Linked DNA regions of Manis pentadactyla: region 1 is linked to region 2. A link is a contact called in public Hi-C data. All regions are on one chromosome and are shown on one strand. Each heading gives the region's core, a stretch centred on a gene start, on an enhancer-like site or on the middle of the called end of the contact. The rest is flanking DNA. Distances are from core to core; before and after follow the strand shown. Region 1 holds the start of HOXA9 (homeobox A9). Region 2 holds the start of HNRNPA2B1 (heterogeneous nuclear ribonucleoprotein A2/B1).

What was found. Hi-C and Micro-C count contacts between places; a contact is called where the count stands out from the background.
Region 1: a contact with region 2 is called in a Hi-C map of skin fibroblasts, with 7 times the contacts expected there. The contact joins the promoter of HOXA9 here to the promoter of HNRNPA2B1 in region 2. A contact is called at or near these places in 2 of 3 Hi-C or Micro-C datasets (fibroblasts and skin fibroblasts).

Annotation. Positions count from the first base shown.
Region 1 is chr7:100,595,608-100,598,307 of mManPen7.hap1, forward strand. HOXA9 (homeobox A9) reads right to left here and starts at 1,295. Exons shown (of 2, transcript XM_036897442.2): 1 at 1-1,295.
Region 2 is chr7:99,719,104-99,721,803 of mManPen7.hap1, forward strand. It overlaps HNRNPA2B1 (heterogeneous nuclear ribonucleoprotein A2/B1), which reads right to left and starts at 1,303. Exons shown (of 14, transcript XR_008998513.1): 1 at 695-1,303. It overlaps CBX3 (chromobox 3), which reads left to right and starts at 1,425. Exons shown (of 6, transcript XM_057504600.1): 1 at 1,425-1,716.

The DNA of each region.
Region 1 (2,700 bases), core at 45-2,544, 880 kb after region 2:
CCAAACTGAGCCACCACTGACCCTGCCCAAGCTGGGCACGGACAGGCTGCTGAGAGGGCACCGCCTACTGTGGGCCCCTGAATTTGCCCAGTTGAATCCGGGGGAGGCCGAACTGCTCCCCGGTCTGCCGCTACACCTCGGATGAGCCCCGCACAGAGGAGCCGCCAGCCGGCCCTGAGGCGAGGGATTTGAGGGCCTGGTTGTACCGTGCGTTCCGGTCTCACCCCGCGCACACGCGCGTCTCCCGCGCCCTGCTCATTGTAAGGCAGAAAGCATGCTCCCAACGCGGACGCAGCGGGCGACGCAGCCCTGTGCTGGGACCTGGAAGGCCCTAACGTTGAGCTCTGCGGGCTTCATTGCACTCCCTCAATCCGAGCTGCTGTGAGAAAAACTAGAGGCGGCATCGGTGGAAGGCGACTTCGGCTTGCGAAAAGGCAGCCGCGCAGGAGACCCCGGGGCTCCAGGAGCTGGGAGGCCCTCATGAGAGTGGCTGTTCTCAGGCTTCTTCAGGGCTCCTTCCTTCCTTCCTTCTTGGCCACCTCCCCGGTTACCCTCCAGGCCGGCGGTTCCACAGTTACAAGGCCCAAAGTGAGGCGGCCCGGCCGCAGCTCAAGTCTAGGGCTAGATATTAAAACGGGGAGGCGCACGGGGCACTGACTTCAATCCCATCCCTTAGCTTGGTCAAACTGAGGAGGGTATTTCTCACCCGAGTCTTTCAGCGGTAAAGTAAAGGCCTCGGCCGCTCTGTTAATTCCAAGAAAAAAACCCACCGCAAATACGAACGGAAAGCTGCAACTGCTGAAAACGAGGTAATTAAATTCACGTGTGAACACCGTGCCTGCAAGAGTGTGTTTCTCATTAGTCCACTTCCCTGGCGGCAAGGGCCGGCGGCCGTGGGTGCTTCCCACCTCCTTTTTTGCCTTCATCCTCCCCAACAGTTCCAGCAACCTCTCCCTACCCCCAAACCCTGATACATCCCCATCCCGGGCGGGGACCCTAAAATGCCAGGCTCTCCCCGAGAGTGAGACTAAGAAGCCTCGCCGAGAGCAAACGGGTGCCCCTTTCACTGCCCGCGCCGGAAGAGGGAAGTGGCTGACACAGTGAACTCCGGCGTGGCCGGTCCTGGCAGCCTCAGCCTCCTCCGCTCCAACATTTTCCTTTCCCTGTGAATTCCTCCGCATTATCCCCACCCACAACGCAGCTCAAGAAGTCCCAAATATCGGGCAGCTCACTGAGTTTGAGATTTTCATTAAGAAAAATTAACCCTGGAGGAAACCTTCACTCCAAACTATAGTTATCTGCAAACGAGCTGGACATGTCTTGGTGGCCTTTTCCTTTTTTTTTTTTGTACCCAGAGAAGATACGAATTATTATTAAAAAAAAATAAAATAAAAGGCTGTTCCTTTAAATAGCGTTAGCCCCCCAAATAGGACGGTTACTAAATAATTAGCAAACGTTGAGTGTTAAGCAGTTCTTACTAGAGCCTAGGGGAGAACATTCGGGCTTTTGACTGTATTTGGAAAGTGAAAGGGATTGTGTGTGCAGAAAGAAATAATAAATACATGTAATTACAAATGCCTCTTCTAGCCTGAGAGTTCTAAAACCTTAGCCTCCAAAACAAATCCAGTATTCAGGTCCGGAAAATGGCAGAGAGGAATTGAGAATGCGGGGTGTCGGCTTTTCAGATAACAGGACCGCGGACTGAGCAAAGAAAACAGTTCCTGGGCCGGCAGTTGGAGCTGGGAAGGGAAGCACTGCTCAGTGAGCAAGAGTCTAAAAGCCTGAATGTGTGGGGGTTGAGGGTAAAGGAGGGATGGAGGTTGATTTCAGATCCCGGTAGCAAAAATCGCCCGATTGGCTAGTAACGGTGGACTACAACTTGGAACAAGGACTCGAGTGTGTATTATAACAGTTCTGGAATTTTAGGGTTCCTTTCTCCTATTATTTGAAACAGATTGGCCCTGGAGGGGTCCCCTTCTCCAGCACCCTTCCTCACAAGGATGCCATATCTAACATACTCTGAACCTGACAGAAACCACTGGCAATCAAGCAGCCAATCTTTGCCCCGACAGGGCTCCCTTTATCGCGGTTAAAGCCGGAGCTGGGACCAGCAGACTTGGGAGAGCCGAGGGAACTTCCCAGCAGAGCTTTCTGCATGGCTAGGCTCCACCAAGCCTAGCTAGACCTCAGCTTAAGTTCCAGTCTCAGGTCCCTCGTGAGGCTGGAGAAGGTCTCTATGCCCTTGGCATGGGCATACAAAAACATCGCGAATGCCTCCTAATTATATGCCGCTGCCAACCCACGAAGTAGGAACGCAAGGCTGCCGCCATCCGGTCGTGATCGTAACCTAGGCCTTGTCTATGCAGCGGCACACCAAGCCCAGATCCACAGCCCTCCACAGCCGCCCCCACGCGAGCCCTTCCCCAGCAGATTCCTACCTCTACTTGGGGCACACAGAAAAATAAAACTTCCCCACCCAAACACAAGGCTCTCCCAAGCCAGCCCTGGTTCCCTCCAGAAAGAAGAGTTGGGGAGGAGATGAGGTGGAAATAGAAAACTGGATACAAAGAACACGAACATAAAAGAAAAATAAAAAGGGAAGGAAAGAAGGAAGAAAGGAGTAAAGAACAGAAAAAAAGGGAAAGGAGGGAGGAAGGAAGAAAAGTCAAAGGTTCTGGGAGCAGAGGGCAGCTTAAGTGA
Region 2 (2,700 bases), core at 53-2,552:
CCCCCCGCCCGCTCTTCGGTGTGGCTTCTGAACGCAATGGCGCCATTTCATCGAGGAGAAGCGAAAAGAGCCTCTCAAGAGGTGCGTAGACTTTAAAAGATCCAAGCTCACAAAACACTCGGAATCCACCTCGAAACGGCATGAAAACAGCCCGAGAAGAAAGAAAGATAGTTAACCACTTTTATTCTTTGATAAAGGAGTCAAACTAGCAGAATTCAGATATTGAAAAGAAAAACGCTGCGAGGAAGGAAAGAAACGAAAATGGCTGCCGCCAAATCCGGTTCCCGGGAGAGGGGGAGGGGAAGCTCCGCAGCATGCCTCACCGGGACCAAAAGCCCGCGGAAACGCTCAAACGCGGGGACGCCGGGGCCCCCAAATCAGCGTGCTCTAAGAAGGGAGTAGGATTCCCGCCTCCGCGACCGTTTCACTAAAGCGGGGCTGCGCTCGCCATGTGGATGTTCCCCATCCCCCACCCCCAGCAAAGGGAAATGGCGCCGGGAGGCTGAGGGTGGGGAAGGTGCCGTGCTATCAAGCCTCCGTTAATGACCCCTCTCCGAAAATATGCCGAGACCATCCGCTTCCGAGGTGGCCCAATTTCACAGCCACTCTCCCGTGGAAGCGGTGGCCGACTTCCAGAGGCGCCAACGGCCTCGCTATGCCCTTTCCAATAACTCATTGATTTCAAACCCGTTACCTCCATCGCGGACTCAGTCGCTTCAGCCCGATTTCCGGCAGCCGAGCGAGATGAGAGAGATCTCCGCGGACGAACACGAACCGGACTCGTCCTGGCGCTGTAGTGAGAACTGCAGCTGCTCGAGAAACACCACCACGAAGAGCACCTCCAAAGGAGAGCCGACGCTGCTGCTACTGCCGCTAGCGCCGCCGCTGCCGCCGCTTTTCTAGAACCTTCCCCCCGACTAACGCGTCTTCCCCTACGTCAGGCCGTTGCGTAAACGCCCTAACCGCCGCTACTGGCGGGAACGCTCTACGCCCTCCTTACGCTAAGTGCGTACTCCTCCTCCTTGCAGCCACTGGTGGTTCTTGACGTCACTTGCTTAAGTGGGATCAGTGAATTGCGGAAGGCTCGCGAGCAGCGTGGTTTTCTCTCAGTTGGATCCAGCCCCAGCCTCTGCGCAGGGGAGGTGAAAAACGGTCGCGCAGTTTGAAATTAACGCTGTCAGGAGGAGCTTAATCCACAACCCAGAGGGCCGGCCCCCTCAACCTGGAGGTGGTCCCTGCAGCAGCGCCTTTTATAATCCCACCGCCCTCAGTTCTCCCGCCAAAAAAATCTGTGGCCTCCCAACTACGTTTTCTCTCCTTCCGCCCCTCACCCCCTTAGCACAGGACTGACTCGGCCCCTTCCGGAAACACCCTAAGCGAGTTCTAGTCAAGTTACACTTCACCCTGGTCAGTATCCTTGGGATCGACCCCTTGGGTTCACGGGTCTTTGGAGAGGGTGGTCCGAAAGAGGCCCTCGTTCTTAGTTCCCCTGACCCATGTCTTCTTCACTCCCCCAGCCACACCCCGCCCGGCCAACTCCAGCGTTTGGAGGCACCCAACCCCCAGGGCCGAGGAAGTGGGCGGAGTCCAGCTTGGGCGCCAGCCGCTGCCGTTGCAGAGCAAAAACACCTCAGCCGGGGAGGCTCTGATCAGTGTCCTCGCCCCTCCTTCACCCTCCCTTCCCTCCGGGGACCACCAGGCGCCACGCCGCGAGCGGTAAGTGCCGCTTTCACCACCACCCTCCCTCCTCCCCTCTGCCCCGCCGCCTCCCTCAGGCTCCCGGCGAGGGCCCCTCCCCCGCCGGACGCGCGCGCCCGCCCCGCCCCTCGCGGCCGCCCGGCGTGGGCGGTGCCACCTCCCCCCTTCCTCGGCGGCGGCGGCCTGGCGCGCAGCTCCCCAGCCTCCTCCCCCTCGGATGTGGCTCGAGGTTGAGGCGCGCCGGGCAGGAGACGCCGCAGAGCAGGGACCCGGAGCAGCTCGGAGGCGGTGAAGTCGGTGTCTTTCTTTCTCTCTAGCCTTCACTCGGTGGTGGTGCTTACGATACCACATGCACCCCAGGGACCCTCCCCCGCCCCCCCCAGTTCCCGCTTCCTGACCTTCCCTTCCCGACCCCGAGTGGGGAGCTGGCCGGAAGGAGCAGACAGGCGTGCAGCGACCCCCCGGCGGGCTTGGCGCTCGACCGGCCCCTCTATTTAGTTGGGGTGGACAAGACTGTTCTCGAGAGTGTAGAGAGCTGTGGCGGCAGCCTTATTTTTAGACAAAGCGCATTTCCTTACCCCCTCCCCCACTCCCGATCTAGATTAGGGGCCCTCCTCCCCCTCCCGGGCTCGGTCGGTGACTCGGGCCTCCCGCGAGGGCGGTGCATTCTCCCGCATCCAAGCGGCGCGCGCCGCTTGCAGCCCCGAGGCGGCGGCGGACGCTCCGTTACGTGGACACCTTCGGGTGGGGGTGCCGCGCGGGCCCCCGGGGTGCAGTGCCCTTGAACCCCCGCGCCGCGGCCTTTGTTTCTCCCCGCGGATGCGCTGACCACGAGGCCCGCGCTCCCTGGTGGGGGGCGGGGGCCGGGCGTTTAGGCCTTATTAATGGGTGGGGCCTGGGATTTAGGGGCAGCGGGTGTACGTACAGAGGAGGTGATTTTATTAAAGTGGTTTGAAATGGGACTAAAGCATCTCGGTGTGTTTTACCTTTAATTTTTTAAGT